Linked DNA regions of Mus musculus: regions 1 and 3 are each linked to region 2. The links are chromatin contacts, called in public HiChIP or PLAC-seq maps. All regions are on one chromosome and are shown on one strand. The core of a region is the stretch at or near the end of the contact, and the rest is flanking DNA. Distances in the headings are between cores, read along the strand shown.

Evidence for each region. HiChIP or PLAC-seq counts read pairs in DNA pulled down with a chosen protein or histone mark.
Region 1: a contact with region 2 is called in an H3K27ac HiChIP or PLAC-seq map of microglia, with 5 times the contacts expected there. The contact joins the promoter of Slc1a3 here to the enhancer-like site in region 2. A contact is called at or near these places in 8 of 39 promoter capture datasets (the 3T3-L1 cell line, 3T3-L1-derived adipocytes, cranial neural crest and 5 more), 1 of 15 datasets of contacts at CTCF or cohesin (the NIH/3T3 cell line), 2 of 484 Hi-C or Micro-C datasets (both in nephron progenitors) and 5 of 115 datasets of contacts at active chromatin or transcription factors (epiblast stem cells, microglia, neural progenitor cells and 2 more).
Region 3: a contact with region 2 is called in an H3K27ac HiChIP or PLAC-seq map of microglia, with 6 times the contacts expected there. The contact joins two enhancer-like sites. A contact is called at or near these places in 1 of 15 datasets of contacts at CTCF or cohesin (the NIH/3T3 cell line), 6 of 484 Hi-C or Micro-C datasets (the C2C12 cell line, embryonic stem cells and growing oocytes), 7 of 115 datasets of contacts at active chromatin or transcription factors (cardiomyocytes, craniofacial prominence, embryonic basal ganglia and 3 more) and 2 of 9 other capture datasets (adipose tissue and liver).

The regions. Positions count from the first base shown.
Region 1 is chr15:8,709,455-8,712,534 of GRCm38.p6, forward strand. It overlaps Slc1a3 (solute carrier family 1 (glial high affinity glutamate transporter), member 3), which reads right to left and starts at 1,353. Exons shown (of 10, transcript NM_148938.3): 1 at 885-1,353. Gm31340 (a long non-coding RNA gene) reads left to right here and starts at 1,572. Exons shown (of 5, transcript XR_383822.2): 1 at 1,572-1,618.
Region 2 is chr15:8,844,947-8,847,904 of GRCm38.p6, forward strand. The region is part of intron 4 of Gm31340 (a long non-coding RNA gene); the gene reads left to right. Among named protein-coding and RNA genes, the nearest start is that of Ranbp3l, 120 kb to the right of the region's middle. Within about 2 kb of position 1,280, at least 4 of the 459 cell types and tissues checked have an H3K27ac peak or open chromatin away from gene starts, as enhancers often do. A contact at or near this core is called in microglia, where this site is marked.
Region 3 is chr15:8,640,988-8,643,964 of GRCm38.p6, forward strand. It overlaps Slc1a3 (solute carrier family 1 (glial high affinity glutamate transporter), member 3), which reads right to left. Exons shown (of 10, transcript NM_148938.3): 7 at 1,913-2,146; 8 at 1,195-1,389. Among named protein-coding and RNA genes, the nearest start is that of Gm46508, 60 kb to the left of the region's middle. Within about 2 kb of position 1,449, at least 7 of the 459 cell types and tissues checked have an H3K27ac peak or open chromatin away from gene starts, as enhancers often do. A contact at or near this core is called in microglia, where this site is marked.

The DNA.
Region 1 (3,080 bases), core at 103-2,602, 140 kb before region 2:
AGCATATTGCCCTGGGCACATCTATAAATGATCTAAAATCACAATCCATTTTCATATCATTAGAAGGTAGGAGCATGAAGCACCATCTGTGTTCAGGGCAAACCCGCAAGCCATGCGAGGAGGAGACCTTCACTGCTGTCTCCGTATTTTGAAATTTAGGATTTTGGGGATAGAGGAGGAGAGAAGCCAGCTTTCATTCCAAACATTACAGCGTGTGGTTTCTGGTTTCTTTAAAGTGCTCTTAGGTTATTTAAATACAAACGCCTAACCATTTTCCTTGCTGGCAATCAAGGGCTTCCTCCTGCCGCTGTACATGAATCCTAAGCCCTAGACTTTGGCGATGATCAGCAGCGCCTGTGGACGTGTGTATCTGGCAGAGTCGGAGCCAGCGTGTGCATCTGTGGGGGAGGTAGCTGCAACTCGCAGGCTTTCGGTAAATCCAAGGTTGGAAAAAAAAAGACTTAAGAGTTTTGACTTTTAAATAAAATTGTAGGTTGAGATCATTGATAGTAAGACCTGCAGTGTATTTAATACTTTACACTAGATTAAAAGTTTAAAGAGGGGGGATAAAGAGAGGAGAGTCCAGATTTTTTTTAAACTAATAATTCTGATGTCCTTAACCCGCCAGTTCCCCTTAAAGTACACCCGTTCAATCTTGATTTTTATTCTAGATCTCGAACGTCCGTCTACTCCCCCACCCCCAACCTCGATCGACTGAATTTCAAACCCAGAGAGGACTGGGCTTGCATAGTTAGCACACGCCGGCTGCTCTCGGTCCGAACAGGACCTTACCTACCAATATGGCTAGCTTTACTCCGGCGCTCAGCAAACAGAAAAGTGGGACGCAAAACTGAGCCCCGCGGGCTACAGAAGGCTGCGCTTACCTTTTCTGACTCTGGGATGGGAGGAAGACACCCCGGGCTACGTGGAGGTGAATTCCCCAGCAGGTAGCTCGGAGTAACAGCTTAGCGAGCGGCGGAGCAGGCTGGCCCTGACAACATGCATGTGCTCTGAAACCGCCACTTACTATCAGGCAACTTAAGAAAAGAGGAGGAGCCTGTACTGGGGAAAGGGGGAGTGGGAAAATGAAAACAGCAGGAGGAGGGGGGAGCCCGAGCTCCCCGGAATATTGATTAATCTTGGCACCACAGAAGCACGCTTTATGGCTTTGTTTTGCTCCGTAGACCACGTTCACGCCTTGTTAGTTCACTTATATTAGAAACGCAAAATCAGGACCTGAGAGAATCGAAAACTAAAGCGCTCACACACATGGACGCTGGAAGTCCGGATTAGAACGTCTGGGAGACTTCTCCAAGGCCACGTTTAATTACCTCATTTCAGGTTGCCTCCCCTTCAGGGGACGTCAGAGGGTGTTCTTTTGCCTGCTCACACAACTGTTGTAGCACCCCACCCCTTTAGCATTGGGGACATAACTGAAATTTCTTGGAAGGATCCTGAATACAATTAAGTATAGAGAGGAGAATGCTTACTGCCGCCCTCTCAACTTGTATAAAGTTACTCAAAACACAAGGTGAGACATGCCCCTGTTTTACAGTTTAAAACTCCAATATAAGGAATCTGATTGGGCTCTGGCTGCCTGCTCTGCGGACAGAAAAAGGTAAGAAACACAAAAAAATCAGGATCGCTGCCAAACTAGAAAGTAAACTCTGTTTTAAGACCAAGAGTGCAGATGCACACTCATGACTTCCAAAGGTAAGCTATTCAATTGCTTCCGTTTAAAGAATGCTGAGTGCCCCCATCCCCGTTTTCAGGAGTTAGAAAGTTCTCTTGGTTTTTGTTTTCTTGTTCTTTCTCTCTCTCCTTTTCTGTTCTCTTCCTCCATCTCTCTCTCTCTCTCTCTCTCTCTCTCTCTCTCTCTCTCTCTCTCTCTCTCTTTCTCTCTCTTCCTTCCTGTGTGTGTGTGTGTGTGTGTGTGTGTGTGTGTGTGGTGTATAGTTGGCTGGTTAGTTGGGTTTTGGGTTTTCAAGACAGGATTTCTCTGTGTAGCTCTGGCTGTCCTGGAACCAACTCTGCAGACCGAATTGGCCTTGAACTCAAAGATCCACCTGCCTGTCCCTGCCTTGCAAGTGCTAGGACTAAAGGTGTGTGCCACCATACCTAGCTTTTTGCCATTTTTCTTAAAAGGAAAACGGACTGCACAAATATACAACCTGCAAGTTAAAAAAGGAGTTGTTGAGAGTGACTTACCCCTCTCTCCTCAGTTTTAAGAACTTGTTGAGGTGAAGGAAAACGGCTCACTAGAAACATGAAAACACACCCAAGATCACAGCCCACATTCTATTTGCTGGTTCCCTAAGATCCCCACGCAAAGTCTGCTCAGTTTTCGTGTCTGTCATCCAAACACCAAAATATGTCATTTTGTTCCTCATTAGCAAATCCAGGGAGCTATGTTTTAAAAAAAAAAAAAAAAGTTCCCTGCCAGACTTAATTGTTCATGTATGTGCTTTGGAACAGCTGCTAGTTGGAAAGTAATGGTTGGTTGTAAGAGTGCCTGACCTGTCAAATTAGCAGCAATTGTAACAACTTCCTACCATAACACTACTTTAACAATTTAATGAGAATCTTCGGTCTCTTGTCAGCCTCAGCCCTCCGTGATCTTTTCTTTCCTCTTGTCCCTCAGATCCCTTAGCATCTGCATTCGATTGCTTAACACTTAATTATGTGCTGCCTTGGCCCTGTGCCCTTGATTCCCAGATCAGGTCAAGTCGGGGCTTCTCAACTCAATGATAAGTTCTTTGAGGGCAAGAGTCTGTCTTGGGCCTGATAAACAGCGAGCATTAAGCAACTCTGAAGACCGGCAGATATAATCTAAGAGATCAGATCAGATCCCTTGTTTACCACTTCCTGTGATAAACCGAAGCTCCTTGTTCCCTGTTGCTACCTCAGATGTGCATAGACCCTCATCTCAACCTGAGCCATGCCTTTGTCACGACTATGATTTGGTTTTTTTTTCCCCCTGTATATGATTTGCACTTTAAGGGTACTGGAAAGAGAAACAGGACACTTTTAAGTGGAGTCTCAGTGACACTCAAATCAATAACATTTCTGCTTTACCTTGC
Region 2 (2,958 bases), core at 30-2,529:
TTTGCTATGACATGTGAAGTGGCTGGCAAAGAAGGCTGCCTGAAAGAAAGGCCATTTAAATTGAGATACAGGTGCAACAAGGCATTGGCCCTATTAGTTGTCCGTGTATACCTTTGATTAAAATACCAGAGAGAGTAACTTAAAGTGGTGGGGCAGTTCATTTTGGTTCATGGCTTCAAAAGGTACATGGTTGCTTGGCCCCATGCCCTGGGCAACACATCACAGCAGCAGAAGCAGGTGGCAGAGGAGATCTTTTTTGCTTGACATCTTGAACTTAGCATGATCCTTCTAAGAGTCACCTGTGTTATCCCAAGTATCAACTGGTCATTCCTTTCTATTCCAGTATTATTAAATTATACATATTATTACACACATATATTACATACATACATAGCATAATACATACATTATATATTGTATAATACATATATTACATATATAATATGTTACATATATAATATATTATAAATATTTTTTATTTCTCTGTTTTGGCTATCCATTGTTCCACTGATGGACATTTGCATTCTTTCCAGTTTCTGCTGATTATGAATGGAGCTTCTGTAAGCACATTTGCTCGGGTCCTTATGTAGAAAAATGCTTTCATTTCTCTTGGCTAAAGATCAGGAGCAGATCACTGGGTGTTAAGAGAAGCACATGTTTAACTTTGTGAGAACGGCCTGAGCACTTTCCAAGGGAGCTGTGTGATCTTGTACAGCCTCGGGTATCCTCCTGTCTGCCTCCCTGCTGGCACTTGGCATTGTAAGCTTTTTAAAATTCCTTTTCAGGTTTAATCGTTTTAAGAAGTAGCAAGCTCTTTAAAAAAATACCTAAACCGAGGGAGAAAATTATTCTCATCAACCAGAAGAAAATTATTCTCATCAACCATGAAACTCAAACAGGTTGAATTAAATCCTAAAACCTCATACAACTGGTTCAAACGACAAGAGGGTTCATGCATCTTCATTTGTAGACTTGCCCAAGGCTCATCATCACCACAAGGAGAGTAGTTTAGAAAGAGGCATCTATATTTAGGTGGCCTCCAGTTGCGACTCCATGGGCCACAATGGTGTGGGTGACTGGAGGTCAGAAGAGGCCTGTGCAGTCAGGTCTTCGTTGTGCTGACTAGCAGTGGGAGGACCTCCTGGGGCAGAGCAAACAGCAGCAAACTGCTTAAGTGATCATCTGGTACCGCTGTGAGTTCAACTTCAGGGTACTTAGGCTCTGGGTGTGTAGGATGAGAGAGAAGGCTGATCTGTGGTGGACACTAGCATCCTCTCTGGGTAAAGAAGGGGGTGAGGGTTACAAGATATCTCAGAACCAGGACTCCTGAGATGGCTCAGCCAGTAAAGGGATTTGCTGCCATGCTTGACAACCAAGCTTGATTTCAGTCTGTGGGTGGAAGGAAGAACCGACTCTGCCAGCTTGTCCTCTGACTGACACTTGAGTGCTGTGGCACATCCGGCCCCTGCCACGTGCACACTCCTTGGATCAGTAAGTAAATACAATCAAAAGCGTATTTGATAGTGTTAAAGAACTTCAACTCTTCAGTAGGTTATAAAGAATACTAGCAGAGGAAAATATACTTCTCTGTTTCAGATCCTAGCACTTCAAAACGAGGCCTCTTTCAGACTGCAAGGTCCCCGTCCGTCCCTCCCCCCCCCCCCCCCCCATGGAACGGTGGTGCTCCAGGGCTGACTACAGTTTCCTGATTCAGCATTTGGGGAAGCTTCAAATATTTAAGAGCACTCCCCTCTCCTCTTAGCTAGCTCTTCCTTAGAGGCCCACGAGTAAATACAATGTCCTGCTCTCTCTCTCTCTCTCTCTCTCTGTCTCTCTCTCTCTCTCTGTCTCTCTCTGTCTCTCTCTCTCACTCTCTCTGTCTCTCTGTCTCTCTCTCTCACTCTCTCTCTCACTTTCTCTCTCTCTCTGTCTCTCTGTCTCTCTCTCTCACTCTCTCTCTGTCTCTCTCTGTCTCTTTCTCTCACTCCCTCTGTCTCTCTCTGTCTTTCTCTCTCTGTCTCTCTCTCTTTTATTCTCACTGTTTTAGTCTCTTGAGATTTCAAAATGTGAAGTGCACAAAGAAATTTCATTCCAAGTTATGTACAGGACACTTAATTATACTTGAAAGTAAATAGTCAACATACAGCTTCCTATTGATATTCACAGAACATATAGCTTGGTTTTTTTTTTTCCCCGCCTCCTTTCTTTTCTCCCTCTTGCTCCACCCACTCGCTCTGGGCCCCATTTGCTCTCCCCCCCTCACTTCGTCCCCTCCCCTCTTACTCCAGCCCCTTTCTTGATCTGGCCCCCCTCTCAATCTGCCTCCACCTCTGCTCACTCCTGTCTGTAGGGTTTTTTTTTTTTGATTGTTTGTTTGTTTGTTTGTTTCTCATTACAGATGGTTGTGAGCCAACATGTGGTTTCTGGGATTTGAATCATGAACTTCGGGAGAGTAGTCAGTGCTCTTAACTGCTGAGCCATCTTACCAGCCCAGAATGTATAGCTTGTATGATCATACTTGTTTATTGATTATTTATAAGGCCTGTTTACACATCGTTCATGATGTCTAGGTCAAGTATTCTATGTACTTGAAGTAACCATTTCTTTTTTTTCTTTTCTTTTCTTTTTTTTGTTTTTGTTTTTGTTTTTCAAGACAGGGTTTCTCTGTGTAGCCCTGGCTGTCCTGGAACTCACTCTGTAGACCAGGCTGGCCTTGAACTCAGAAATCCGCCTGCCTCTGCCTCCCGAGTGCTGGGATTAAAGGTGTGCGCTTTATTTTCCTATTGATATATCACACTGTTCAAAGATGTGGTTAGCAAAGTGTTACATGGTAGTGCAGAGCCTTTATCAAATCAAGTGTTTAGTAGCTCATCCTAACCATGACAACACATAAAAGGCTGGCTTCCTCTTCATCTTCCTACTCAGAAGAACTTGAGCATTGCTGAAGATCTGAGCTTC
Region 3 (2,977 bases), core at 199-2,698, 200 kb before region 2:
AATACTAATTTCTAGATCTCAGTAGAGGATATTGTAATATTGTTTTAATGTTTCTAAGGATAAGGTAACTTTCCTAGTAAAGAGCTGCAAAAATAAAAGCCTGATGTCTGAAATTGTTAATATTAGCTAAACCAAGCCCACAGCAATGAAGAGCACAGGTGATCTGAATTGGGCGTCTTTAAAGCCTACTGTTCATTGCCTTGGTCCTCAGGCTCGTCATGCCTAGTCCAGTAGTAAGAAAGGGCAAAGGGTTAGATCTGCATGCACACATGGACTGTTTTTGCAGAATACAAGGAAAGCCGCCAGGAATGATAGCTGCCTGTGCAGAATGAAACCAGGAGATCTGAGAAAAGCACAAATAGGGGAATTATTTTTCACTGGACATCTTAAGTATCAGTCAAATGATTCTCCATAAAATTGAGTTCTTAGCCTCACTTGTATGATCTGTTATTCACCTTATACTGCCTAAAAATTAACCCAAGAGAATAAGTTAACCTAGTTTTCAAGTGTATTTTCATTTTTCAATATTGCCTACAAACATAGTTGAAAGTTTTCAAAATTATAGTCTAACTTAATGGTTTTGGTTTGGTTTGGTTTGGTTTTTCGAGACAGGGTTTCTCTGTATAGTCCTGGCTGTCCTGGAACTCACTTTGTAGACCAGACTGGCCTCAAACTCAGAAATCCGCCTGCCTCTGCCTCCCGAGTGCTGGGATTAAAGGCGTGCACCACCACGCCCAGCTCTAACTTAATGTTTTAAAAATGGAGTTATCTGTACTATATATTTTGTAGATATTTTTAGAAATGAGCTAGATGTATTTGTAAGTTTTGATTTGATAAGCAAAGCCGCAATCAAGGAGCACATGATGTGTGTGGTATGGTTAATTACTAAAAAGAAGTGTGCACATATCCTTGCATTGGGAGAGGTCTTTGGGAATCAGTCGTGGACAATGGTAACCTACAGAGAGATTTAGAGTGATATGGTAACAGGCAACTCGTTCCTTCCAAGTCATATAGTTCTGTATTATTTGAGTGAATATTCACACCAGAAATTAAAAAGCGGAGGAACACAATGGCTCCCTAATCTCCTATTTATGTGTGATTCCTTCTCAACCAATATCTTCACCCAGCTCTCTCACACTCTCATTGTTAAAAACCATTCTGAAGGAAATGATGAATGGAAACCCACCCTTGTACCTTATTGTTATAATCTGTCCAAAGTTCAGGTCAAAGTTGTTCACTTGAGCGATGAAAATGGCAGCCAAAGCCTCGTAGAGGGCGGTCCCATCCATGTTAATGGTGGCCCCCACGGGGAGCACAAATCTGGTGATGCGTTTGTCCACACCATTGTTCTCTTCCAGGCACTTGAAAGTGATGGGTAGGGTGGCAGAACTGAGGGCAGCAAAACAGGGCATGTCAGCTGAGGGTGCCCCCGGGAGTTCTGTGGTTGGTCTTTGCTCTTTGGCACAGACAGTTCCTTCCCCTCTTATGTCCTGACTAGGTCAGCATTGTCTACAGTGCTAGGAGGTTAGGGGTAGTGCGGTGCCCTCACAGGGGCACTTGAGCACTTGGGCACTCGTCTGTGCCTGGATTCCTCTGAGGCATTACTTGGGATGATTCCCATACCATAGATGCCTGCCCCACATTGTTTTTCTCCCTTTTTCTCAGGCAGATGTCAATGGAAAACAGGAAGTCTGTGGTTAGGAAAGGGTTTTCCCTTTGCCCCTAAAAGGACTTATAGATAGCCATTTTCCGGGTCTCAAGGAGGTACGATCAGGATCAGAGGTGGAAAAAGCCAATTCCTGAGATTTAAAACCCAGAACACAATGACTCTACTTGCCCCAAGGCTCAGATCCAAGGTAAAGGTTTAGACACACTTTCTTAGAGGAATAAAGCCGCGTGTATACACACGTACCTTGAGGAGGTCCCAAGGGCTGTGATGAGCGCTTGCAGCAACCCTCCAATGAAAACCCAGGGGTTCTTCCGGGTTACCAGGAAGTAGAGGAGAGGCAGGACGATGACGGCGTGAATGAGGAGGCCGACAATGACTGTCACGGTGTACATGGCAAGCTGTCCCCCAATCACACCCATGTCTTCCATCTCAACAATCTTCCCTGCGATCAAGAAGAGGATGCCCAGAGGCGCATACCTGCGGCAAGCAACACATGCTCAATTGGAAGCTTGGTTTCCTATAACTTGTTGCATGTAAATTACCAAGTAGGAGAGAAAAAGGAATAAAACAAAGCAAAAAAAAAAAAAAAAAAAAAAAAAAAAAGGAAAGACAGGGGATTTCCAAGCTAAGACGCGTAGAAACTACCGATGTCATTCTTTTCTATTTAAAATACTAAATTTCCCAGGCATCTGTAAATCTAGCCTTCCTCTCACTCTGAATTGCTCTAGGACACCCCCACCCTATCCCCACTGGCCTCAGACCTTAGGAAGGAGAAGAATTCGGGTCCTCACCTCCACTTTCCTAGACATAGATCCCTGTTTGGGTCTTCAGACGCCTGCAGTTCCCTTCCCTCTTGACTCCTGCTAAGCACCGGGAACAAGCCACTATACCAATATCACGCCTTTCAGAATGTTGTCCATGCCACAGCCTGCTTCCCAAGCTAAAGCAGGCAACATGCTATGGCATGCCATGCCATGCCATGCCAGTGTGTTAGATGTACACTTAATTCTAGTACTCTAGGGCAGTGGGTCTCAACCTGTGGGTCCAGACCCCTGTACAGTGTCAAACAGCCCTTTCACACGGATCACCTAGGACTATCAGAAAGCACAGATACTTACATTACGACAGATAACAGTAGCAACAACAAAAAAAATTATGATTGGTGGTCACCACAACATGAAGAACTGTATTAAAGGGTCACAGTGTTAGGAAGGCTGAGAATCACGGCTGTAGGGCCACTTTTATTGCTTTCTTCCATAGCTATGTCCCACCTAAAATATTACTCATTAATTTTCTTCAAGTAACCTT